Linked DNA regions of Zea mays: region 2 is linked to region 1. A link is a contact called in public Hi-C data. All regions are on one chromosome and are shown on one strand. Each heading gives the region's core, a stretch centred on a gene start, on an enhancer-like site or on the middle of the called end of the contact. The rest is flanking DNA. Distances are from core to core; before and after follow the strand shown.

What was found. A called contact is a pair of places that touch in the nucleus more often than the background predicts.
Region 2: a Hi-C map of leaf shows a contact between it and region 1, with 2.5 times the contacts expected there. The contact joins the promoter of LOC100191909 here to the enhancer-like site in region 1. A contact is called at or near these places in 7 of 25 Hi-C or Micro-C datasets (bundle sheath, ear, endosperm and 2 more).

What each region holds. Positions count from the first base shown.
Region 1 is chr7:135,455,621-135,461,413 of Zm-B73-REFERENCE-NAM-5.0, reverse strand. No RefSeq gene overlaps it. Among protein-coding and RNA genes, the nearest start is that of LOC103632901, 20 kb to the right of the region's middle. Within about 2 kb of position 1,998, at least 20 of the 20 cell types and tissues checked have an H3K27ac peak or open chromatin away from gene starts, as enhancers often do. A contact at or near this core is called in bundle sheath, ear, endosperm and 2 more, where this site is marked.
Region 2 is chr7:135,558,555-135,564,830 of Zm-B73-REFERENCE-NAM-5.0, reverse strand. LOC100191909 reads right to left here and starts at 2,926. Exons shown (of 12, transcript NM_001350318.1): 1 at 2,575-2,926; 2 at 2,346-2,456; 3 at 1,467-1,754; 4 at 569-772. The coding sequence starts at 2,587.

The DNA of each region.
Region 1 (5,793 bases), core at 749-3,248:
ACGTGCGGCGGTGCGAGCCCCAAGTGCGTGATTCCTCTTTTTTTCTAACTGCCACGAGGATAACAGATCACCACGCGGGTGAATCGGATCGTGTGAGAAGAGGTCGCATCTCCGCGAGACACGAACACACGTAGGAGCAGTGGCTCTAGGCGGCGCTCCCCAAAGCGGTGAAGGTGCTTTTTTTCACCGCAAACAATAGATTGGAAACTAAATCACAGATTCAGTCCAGAAATTACATACCCCATTTCTTGATTCAGTAGACGAAAATGATGGCTGTCGCGTAGGACAGTTCGGCTAGGCCGGAGGACTTGCCGACTTGACGGAGAGTTGATGCAGAGCGTGCTGATAACGTGTTGAGAACTACGTTATCACGGATCACCAGATCCGCTCCCTTCCATCCCGTCAGCAGTAGAGGCGCAAGAAGATGTAGAGAACCCGTCTCCCTTCTCATAAGCACGACAGAGAAAACACACGAGACACAAAATATAGGGTTGGACCTCTGGTCTCTTTCTGATTTCTATTATGAGGGGTGTACATGTTCCTTATATAGAGATGTCAGACCCCTCAGGAGCAAAGCAGTTGCCCACGTAACCCTAACTAAAGTTACTTAACACATTGGACGAAGAGTTCAGTGGTTCAGCGTTTTTTCTTCGTGGACACAAGCTGCTATTGCAGAACCGTGAGCGTCGTTTAACTGAGCGTCGTTTAACTGCTACGTACTGCCATTTTTTGAACACTCGTGCGCTGCAAAAAAAAAAGTTGTCAATCCGTAGTTCTTACAGTACTTCTTAGTGATCACATGCATGCAGTTCTTTGATCTACTGGCTTTCTGCAAAAGTATGGAGAGAAGGGCGAGTCGAGGTGATACTAGGATGCAGTTCTATGATCTACTGGCTTTTGGGATAATCCCAGCCGGCCAGCACGCCGTCTATCTTGTTTATTGGTATGTTGCTCTTCTCTACGCGGGCCCAGTCAATCCTCGCTAATCTATACACCTCATTCGGTCATTCCCCTCTGTTAATAATTACAACTGTAGCTTCGGTACCCAGTTTGGATATACAATTTGTGAATACAAAAAAACGATTAGTACAAATACGGATACGCAACTCCAAACAAACTGAACTTTTTTAGGAGTTGGGAGGTCCAGAGGAACTGGATCCTGTGCAGTCACCAATCCAATCCAATCCATCCCGCTCGTTTTCCGTCCTACCGTGGCCCTGCAGAACTCCAGCCGGCACAAGCACAGCAGCAGGCCCATCTCAGCCCAAGGCATGGCGCTAGCCAGGTAAAAAGGTCCCAAGGAGAGGTAGCGTGGTGCTTTGGGGCCGAGATGGGCCGGAGCCCAGCGTACATAAGCCTGGTGGGAGCCAGCCACCGTTCGATCTCATCTCAGCGAACGGTCCCCGCCCCCACTGACTGCAGTGCAGAGCGACGTCGCTGGACGACGTGGACGTTAGAAGATCCGGATCCCCCAGGCTCCAAAGCAAGGTTGGATGTGGTGGCTGTGGCTCTCAGCTGGCTCGCTCATGGCCAAATAAGCAAAACTTTTTTTGCAATGGAGTCGAGTTGCTTCGTGTACCTCCTCAATGCGACTTGCACATTGAGACTGAAGACGACACCTCCAGCGCCCTTCATCTGCCACTGCCATGCCTAGCAAGCGTACGTTCACGAGCAGTGGTCCTAGGCAGCCACGGACCAGCTAGCAGAGCAGACACTCCTCCTAACAAGTCGGCACGACACGTTCTCCCTCCTAACAGCAGCAGCTTTCGCGGGGCGACCAGTGGCGAGCCGCCATCCGTCCAAACCACACGGCCTCTCCAGGAGCCTGCCCTCTCCCGGTCGTCCAGATGCATGCACTCGCACGCACGCTGGTCACTGGCTGCCTGCTCGATCTATCGGCTGCTGATGGTTGTTCGATGCCCGGGCCCAGCGAGCGGTCGCGGCGGTACAGTTTGGTGGTGGTCTGGTCCTCCTCCTCTTGCAAATACTAGTGGCCCCGTCCGTGAAAGGGCAAGGGCGTACGTACGTGTCCCGGTCCGGCGGTCCCCCACGTGAGGGGCTGAGCCAGGGCTGGGCCGGACATCATGCCGCGGACAACCGAACCCAGCCGGTGAGCTCGAGCAAACGATGTACTAGAATACTATATAAGTAGGCGGACGCGGAGTACCGTGGCGTGTCTGCATCCGTGCCGTGCGTGGTGTGATATTAGTGACAGCTTGACACTGTTTGTGCGGCGACGTACTGAAAGCGCTACGGGGGAAAAAAAACTGGTGTCGGAGAAGGAGCGACCGTCGCATACTATGCTCGTCGGGACACGCACCCGGCGGTCTCGCAACACGCAGCCCGTCTGTCGCGACCCTTTTCTTTTCTTTCGCAGATTGATGCATGCGAGACCGCAGTATTTTAGTACTCCCGTGCTCCGCAGAGACACGGATGACGGACACCGAACGGTGGTTACTGGATTCATTCAGTGTTCTGAACTGATGATGTATGAGCAGAGCAGGGCGTACTCCTAGGTAGAAAGAATCACGCGCAGCCGGGCCGGGTACGTAGCGTGCACCGGGAACCGAGCAGCGCTCACCAATTATGCGTTGCTTCCGACGCGGGCACTGGATCGCCACATGCGTCGCTCCAGCCGCACGGCACGGCACGGTATACAGGACGATGCGAGAGGGAGCCCCGCCACGTCGCGGTCTCGGCCCACCCTCCGTGTCCTCGCCCCCCGGTACAGTGTAACTACATCTACATGCAGCAGCTAGTACTTCCTGCTACGTGCAGCGCGCGCGCGCGCGGGCGCCCGCCTAGCTTACTAGCTAGTGTTGAGCTACTATCACACAGTACACCCCGCTCGTACGACGCACTCTCACTCAAGGTCAAGGTAGCCGGCACGTCGCCCTCTCCCCCGGCACACGCGCGCACGACGACACGCCCCCCGCGCGCTTTTGCTTGCTTTCTCATTCTCATCCTCACCCTCGCGCGTCGCCGTGCCCACACTGCCGGACTGCTCTGCCCGCCCACCCGCCCGCCGTGGACGCGGAGCAAAGCTACGTAGTAGTGGGGTGGGGAGGGGACCAAACCAAACCAGATGTGGCGCAAGCGCGGGGGCCTCGGATACTATTATTCTCATCTCAACTAATATGAAGCCCAGCCCTCGTGGTCGGATCCGGGGTCAGCGTAATTTTATCATTTTCTAGCTCCGGGGTCAGCGTATTAATCCATTCACGTAAGAACTTGTTTGGTTAGGAATAGGGTGTAAACGGATATCCGAACTGTTAGTACAAATTTAATATTTTAAAATAGATATATATGAAATTTGATGCTAATATTTTCTTATGTTATGAAGCACATTATTATAAATAAGAATAAAATTTTGTATAAATTATTTCATACATTATTTGCTCCATACAATAAAAAAGGTGAAAAAATATCTGTATCCATATTCGATTTGTATCCGAAATTTATATTTATTATTTCAGAAGATATATGATAGATTTGAGGTTTATATTTTATGAATCTTTACAAGCTCAATACTAAAAACAACAATATAAATTTGCATAGCATATTCTAAATTCTATTAATTCACAATCAAAGAAAAAAGATCAAAAAACTGATATCTGAATAAGTATCCGTTTACACCCCACGGACTTGAACTCCCAAGCCGTATATTGGTACTGTGCGAGGAGAGGAGTGCTGGGGTGGGAGCTTGGCCGAATTTTTTGCATTTTAACCCTTCATCGAAAACAATATCACGTTCGGACCCTAGAAAATTTTAATGTCATTTTTGGACCCTTTGTTCGGCGCCATAGCCTATGGCGCCGAGGTAGGTGCTGTGCTGGCCCAAACGGACAACGTGGCGCCGACGTGGTACCGAGCTCGGCGCTATAGATCTTGGCGCCAAGCTCGATTCTATACACAAAGGTTGTCTAGCTTAGTTGGTAGAGCGTGAAGCTCTTAACCTTATGGTTGTGGGTTCGAGCCTCACGGTGGGTGTTTTTTTGTCTTTGTCACTATTTTTTTTGTCCCAATTTTTTGTTTATGTCGTTGATTTGTCCGTCCAAATTTATTTCTCATCCTGTTTTTTTTGTTTTTGTGACTGATTTGTTTATTCATCCAGATATTTTTTTGTTTATCCGGTAAAAAGAAGCACAAATATTCATGAATTAACTATCCTATACGATGGCCTATTTGAAATGCAAGATTATTATATAAATTAATACATGAATTTTGTAGTCTCACCAGTTTGATTTTATGCAAAAGCACGTGAAGAAAAAAAACCTGAATATTTCTACAGATAAGCCTGTATTCTATAATTCGAATATGAGTACATATATATTCCAACGTTGTGGATGCGTCAAGGTTTAGATACTTGAATATTTCTGGAATAACGAAATGTGAGTGGCTGAACAGTGACAGGTATTTCATTCTTATGTTTTCAGTAGGCCGCTTAATGCTCCTAATGAGAACACGGAACTCCTCTGGCAAATACAGCTGACGGATAGTATACTTTGGAAGTTTCTCCAAAATAATTGCTTCCTAGTTTATGACACGGATAGCTGCATTTTTATACGAATTCCTGGCAAACCAGTGTTTCATGGCATAGAAGTTCTGAGCGTCAGTTAGGATATGAAAAGCAAAGTAGCCTGGCTCATGAAAAACAAAAAAAATATCTAGATGAATAAACAAATCAGTCAAAAAACAAAAAAAAACAGGATGAGAAATAAATTTGGACGGACAAATCAGCGACAAACAAAAAATCTGGACAACAAAAAACAAATCAGTGACAAAGACAAAAAAAACACCCACCGTGGGGCTCAAACCCACAACCACAAGGTTAAGAGCCTTACGCTCTACCAACTGAACTAGACGACCTTTATGTACAGAACCAAGCTCGGCGCCAAGATCTATGGCGCCGAGCTCGGTACCACGTCGGTGCCACGTCGTCCGTTTGGGCCAGCGCAGTACCTACCTCGGCGCCATAGCCTATGGCGCCGAGCTGTGTTACCTCGGCGCCATAGGCTATGGCGCCGAGCAAAGGGTCCAAAAATGACATTAAAATTTTCTAGGGTCCAAACGTGATATTGTTTTCGATGAAGGGTTAAAATGCAAAAAAAATCGGGGAGCTTGGGATGTCCTGGCCAACTTTTTTTACAAATGGACTCTTTTTGGGGTTTTTTGCACAATTATGCCCCTGGCAGTTTCATTTCAAAAAATGGACCCTTAGCTCGGCGCTGTCATCATTGGCGCCGAGCTTGTGTGTGCCGGCGCCAATATTATTGGCGTGCAGACGTAATATGTAGGGATGACTTGGAATCTACGTGGCACATACCTCGACGCCATAGATCTTGGTGCCGCCGGTCAACGACCCTTACCTCGGCGCCAAGATCTATGGCGCCGACCTTACCTCGGCGTCAAGATCTATGGCGCCGAGGTATCTGCATATAAATAGAACCCTACGTATGCCTAGTTTGTGTGCTCATTCCTATTCTTCGAAACTAGAGATTTCAGCCTGATTTATAAGATGTCTAGGCGTGGTAAATCTGCTAAACAAAGGTAAGTGTTGGATCCGCCTCTTATTTTGTGAGTATATTTGTCGGCGTTTCGAGACAGGGGGGTCCCTAAGCCGACGAGTGAGTGTGCTGCGTGCCCCAGCCCAGATGGGTCGAGCGCGTGGGCGAGCGCGAAGGGGGGAGAGGCGAGGCGGCCGGAGCCGAGCGTGAGAGAGGTGGAAGTCCCGCGGCCTTCGTGTTCGTCCCGCGCCCAGGTCAGGTGCGCTTGCAGTAGGGGGGTTACAAG
Region 2 (6,276 bases), core at 1,677-4,176, 100 kb before region 1:
ACGTCGGCGATGGCAGGGGCGGGCGGGAGGAAGGCCGGATGGCGCGCACGTAGAGCAAGGTAGTGGCGCAGCGCGAGGGAAGGCAGGCGGAGGCGGGAGGCGAGGCGCGCTGCGGCGTGGAGGAGGTGCGGGGACAGGTGGGGAATTCGGTCGAGCAGATGGTGGGCGAGCGGGCGGAGGCAAGGGGACGCTGGGACACGGCAGGCGACGCGCAGCAGCGTAAGGGCGGCAAGGGTAGGCGAGCCGCTGAGGCGGCCGGAGACGAGGAGGTGCGCATGCAGCCGGTGGACGTGTGCCGGCTGCCACTGCCAGCCAGCGCCCGTCGCCACCAGCGCGTGCGGACTCATCCCTTCCACACCAGTCATCCTCTTCCTCACCGTTAACTCTGCTACACGAACACGGAACACTACCCCCGATGAGAACAAGGACGGGGCGTCTTTAAAAAAATTGAAAAAGGAATGGGCGGAAACCGTCAAATATCTAGATAAAAAACCGAGGTTTGTATCGTCGCTGGAGTCGAGAGCAACACGAGGAGGAATTTCGCATAGATTCAGCGGAATTGAGGTACCTTGGAGCGAAGAGGAGACCTCGCGGCGCGTCGTGAGGCCGTCGTCGTCGTCGAACCCCGCCCCGCCGCTGGATCTGGAGCCAGACTCCATGACGCCGCCACCGGCGCCGCCCCGGCCCTTTCTATCCGGAGGCGCCTGCTGCGGCGGCAGCCTGACCTGCCCGGCGCCGGCGAAGGGGAGCGCCCACTGCTGCTGGTGCCCTGCTGGTGGTGGTGGAGAGACCCACAACACAAGAAACACACAAAAGCGCCCGCCTTTAGCTTTTGCTACTATTTTTTTTTTATTTCGCAAACAGTTATCGAAGAATGGCGCAGGCGCCAGGCGGAAGCCGTTCGGCCCCACATGTCGGTGAGTGGTTGGGCCGGTGGCAGCTAGCGTCCGGCGTGGATGTAGCCGGCGGCTCGGCCATTAAGTGGGCCGGGCCCGGCGGGCAAGCACCTGGAGGTCACGTGGGTGGGGTGGGTCTTGCGAGCGAGACAGAGGACGGGACGTGACACGACACGAGGCTGAAGGTGCACGGCCAACATGGGCCCCAAATGGGCCCGGTCTGCTTGAAGGTGTACATGCACGGGCCACCCCACTCTCTGTAGAGTAGGGACGTACGAGTAGAGTCTCGCTCTAGCTCTCCATGCACTGTTGAGACTTGAGACAGGCACGCAAACGGCAAACCCCACGTCCCCAGAGCACGAGTAACCCATGCGACAGTGCGACCGCGGCGCCGTGTTTGTGTGGCGTGTGCATTCGCTATGTCGCTATAGACGAAACGGTGTAAGCAACTTAACAGGCCCTATATATCCTTTTCCTATTCTTCGGGGTAGATATTTTGGTACTATTTTTATGTAAATAACCCTTTAAATAACAATTTGAGAAAGAAAAATCTCTACGATGGACAAGTACCTCGCGCGCCCGGATGGAGCGTCGCGGCAGGCTGGCCCCAGAGCACGAACGGCGGCTCCGACTTGACGACGGCCGCCGGCAGCGCGACGGACACGGGCGCGGGGCTGATGCTGAAGGTGCCGACGCCGCCGGGCAGGGGCAGCGCGTGCTGGTTCGCGACGACGACCTGCTGCTGCGGCTGGTGCCTGCTCTCCGCGGCGGAAGCGGGCAGCGGCGACGGCTCCGGCGGCGCTCCCGGCTTCTGATCCAACGGCTGCAGGAAGTCGTGCGTCTTCAAGAGGAAATTACCTGTATATATATACATACGCAGTAACTTTTATTATCGGCGGTAGCCAGTGATAAGAAACTTTCCCTTACAAAACAAAAAATAGCCGTAAGAAGAACGAATGAAAATCAACACGCGATTGTTCGTATAAAAACATTTCCATGCGGCTTAAGCATGAATAAAGCCAGCCAGCCCGTGGGTCGGGTCGGGGCGGGGTGGGTGGGCCCGGACAGATGGGACGGAAGGCCGCCCGTCGACGGCTCCTTGCGTCCGACGCACACGTGATCCGCCGTTGCTTTTGGTTGTCGCTTCTTATCGCCGTCCAGCTTAAATTGCACGAAATTTATAGGGTGCTGTACTTTATTACATACTACTAGTTAAATGAACCCCAATCATCACGCGTCAGTGCGAGGAACATGCTAATTTGATTGGTTAATTAATTAGTCATTTACTACAAGCTGGCTTGCAAGGTTTTCTTCCCCGGTTTGATCCAGGCAGGAAACAAGGAATTGCAACAGGCAGATGTTATATTGCTTGCGCGGAGGTCCAACGAGAGGGAGTAGAATTGGCGTGAGAGGAAGGGAGAATGAAGGCTGCAGTGTGTGCGTGCGGACCTTGAGAAGGAGGCGGCGCCTTGGAGTCGTGTAGCAGGAGAGGAGCGTCCTTGGCGGCGGCGGCGGCGTACAGCGAGAGGAAGTCGTGCTCGTGCGTCGCCGCCTTGTTCCCTGCGCGCGGCGGAGGTTAATTTCCCCTGTGTCCGCCAATGACTCGAACGAAAGCCACGCAGCAGCACACAAGATCGACAGGCCATACATGCCCATGCGCGCGTGCTCCTGTACGTACCTTGGATGCCCATAATCGTAGCACGTCAATCGTAGCGCCCCGCCATCACTGCCTCTGGACCCGCAATTCTCTTGGGCCGGTTGGTACAGTAGCTTCCTGCTGCCTCCGCCGCCGGCCGTCGGCCGCCGACCGAACCGGAACAGGCCGCGCGCGGCGAGCAGAGGGAGTCCGCCGCTCCTGTGGGTCAGGAGACAGTTGTCACGTGACGCAGGTAGAGGTTCTCCACCTTCCTCCCTCTCCGGCTCCGACGACCTTGCCCTGGCTTCGCTTCGTCTTCTCCCTCTCCTCCTCCTCCTCCTCCTCCAGTATACTACTACTACTCACCAGCTATGGCTGCCGGTAGGCGCTCGCGAGACGCTTTATACGCCAAGCAAAGCCCCCCGTCAGTTTCCTTCGCGGCGCCCGCTCAGACAGACGCATATGTACGCAGACCCAGGCGGCGGACCAGCCCCGGCGCGCACGTGCTGGCTTCTGGTTCTGGTTAATCAACCACCGCGCCGTGCCGATGCTCTCTCTCTGCCGAGCTCCGGGGTTAATGAGTCGATTGGATTTCAGATTTGAGGGGAGGGGGTGGGCGGCGACGTGGACTGCGGACTATGGGTCACGTGACGGTTTGGAGAGGTGGGGACTGGGGAGGCACATGACAATGAGGCCGGGAATTGCGGGCATCCCGTGGATGGAGACGGCCACCGGGCCACGCATGTGCTCCAGATTCGGGCCTGGCCACTCCTGCCCCATTCATGGCTGCGAGCCTCCCCTTTCATGGCTCCATCAAAGCTTCAGGCTGTGTGTAGATAAGTTAACAGGAGAAACGATCTGGATCGTGGCGTGCCCCTACCTTTTTTCACAGGAGCGACCGACCGAGATGTGGGCACTGCAACAACAAAAGTTCGTTACTGGCCGTACAACGTTTGCGGTAACGAATATAACTAGAGTCGTCGAGGAGCCACGTCCACGGCAGCTCCTCATCGTGCCTTTTCCTAGTTCGCGGCTCAGCTTTAGTTTTTTTCCCTCTCTCTCGCTGTCGCTGCGGCGCCTCTAGCCGGCTAGCCCGCTGGCCTTTCGCTTTCCATCTTTTCGACCCGTGGTGTCGGTAAAACGGATCCGCTGAAACCGACCGCCGGAAGCATGAGCCTCCTCGCTCGGTGAAAAAAAAAGCGGCTACCAAGCTATCTGCTCCTCCGAACCCCCCACCCTTTCACCGCGCAAAAAATAAAGACCAGCAGCAGGAAGACGATGGGTATGGATCCACCGTACGCAATGCGTCCCCTCCGCCGACCGCTCGCTTCCGGGCGAATTCACCGCACGTGGCACGCCGCGCCGATCGCCCCGGATGCGCGCACGGCGGCACGTAAACTCCACGCCTCGCATCTAGGCCTGCTAATGGCAAAAAGTCCAATCCACTCCCACCCATACCCAAATCTAATTACTTTGATATCCATCCCACACCCAACCAAAAATACTATAAGAAAGTTAAACCCAACCCATCCAATAACAATATTGATCCTGTTGAGCACCAAATTGAGCGCGGAAGGCGTCAACAGATCCCAAACCAACCCGTAATTGGGTGGAAACCCAAGGAAAACCCGTGGGTTTAGCTTATTGTCTCACATCAAGCCAACTGCATACACTGATACACAGTGATAATTTTATAGGTAGTTTTAGTGACATACAAAAACATAGTTGCATACACAGTGACAAATTTGGTCAATGAACATTTAGATCTCGAGAAAATAACAAAAAACATATGTTAAGGATCCTTAATCCATCTATGTTTAAAAGAAAAATAAACAACCTCAAAAGAAAAATAAACAACCTCAAATTTGTATAACTCATCATGATGTACATTTTATATTTTGAACATTTCTTCATATGACAAACTAAAAATAAATTTGTTCATAAAACCTATATCTCTCTCGTAGTTTATGGAACTACGAGAGATATGTATAGAATTTGTGCATATTGTTAGAACTATCATGTGAGATGAACAAATGATCAAACAACCAAAATAAACTTTGTAGATCTTGAAAAGTTATAGAAGTTTGTAGTTGACAACTTTTTCATTTGAAGTCATATTTTCAACGAAAACTATGTCTGAATTTTAAAAATTTAAAATTTGAATTTTGAAAACAACCTCAAAAGAAAAAATCACCAACATGAAAGTTGTAGGTATTGAAGAGTTATTAAACTTTGTAGTTGACAATGTTTTGGTTTGAAATCATCTTGTCATGCAAAACTATGTTTGAATTTTGAAATTTGAATTTTTCAAACTACCTCGGATGAAAAACCACCAAAATAAAAGTTGTAGGTCTTGAAATGTAATGAAATTTTGTAATTGTCAACTTTTTTATTTGAAATCATCTTATCATTGAAAAATTCGTGTGAAGTTTTCAAATTTAAAATTCAAATTTTGTAAACGGCATCGGATGTAGAAACTATTAAAATAGAATTTGTAGATCTCAAAAAGTTATGCAACTTTATAGTTGGTCACATTTTCAAATAAAATGGTACTGATAAAATGGCATAGTATAGTGTGCTGTGTGTGACTAAATAAATCAAAGACTTCTCTAAACCTGAAATAAAATAGTACTGATTAGGGTGGTAGTGTGATTGGTGAATACCCATAGAAACCCATACCTATACAAATACATCTATACCCATGGGTATCAACCATTTTGACCCGCAATATAAAATAAACCCACCCAACCTGTTAATAATTAAAACACATCACAACCCACCAAAACAAAATCATTTCTTAAACCCACCTAAAATACTCATTTACATCGACCCCATTTGCAGGCCTACTCGCCTCGCATCGTGCGGTATCCGATGGAGGAGCGCGCGTGCGGCCGTACGCGTACCCAAGACCACGTCGAAACACGCCACGTTCCACGTACCACAGGAGACGCGTGCGTGCGTGCGTGCGTGCGTGGAGATGTGACCGTGTGTCGCGTGCCTGCGCTCGGTGCCGTGTGGAGGCTCGTGACGGCGAGCCCGGCCGCACGTAAAAGGCGCCGCTGGGCGATGCGTGGTCCACGACTCCACGTACGCTGGGGGCTCCAAGAGAGAGAGAGGTGGATCTGGCGGTGGTTCCGCGGGACGATCAGACTGGCAGGCAGGACGGGGCATGCACATGCGCCGCTCCAGCCCCCCTCCTCCGCCTCCAACCACCGCCCCCCGGCCGTGTTCACTGACGAAGTGTGCCCATCTGTCAACTGATGCGCATGCCCGTCTGTGTGGACTGTACAGTTGCTGTCACCTAAAGCGCGTGCATTAGAGAGTGTGGCGCGCGAATTGATGTCCGTTTGACATCCGTCGCGATTCGGACGACGGCGACAGGGCGTGCCGCGTTCGGCCGCAGCCCGCTTGTTTTCTATAGCACGCCTCGTGTATACGCAGAACACGTGTCACCACCTGCTGGCTGCTTCCTAGTGGGTGCCGGCCTAACTTGCGAGGGAGAAACGGCGTCCTCGTGCAACTTCCTGCTACACTTTGGGCGGCCTTGGCCCTACCGCCCTACGCCTATTTCTTCGCTGGGAATGGTGTTGCTGTTGGCAGGCTCCTTTTTAAGCGGTTCATGGTTTGGATGCGCTGCCTGTGGGAGAAGGGAAAGAGAGAGACCGGCGGAGACGATCGAGACCAGTCACCAGTCAGCGGCTCAGCGCGCAGCTAGCGTATGGTCACGTACGCGCGACGCGATAT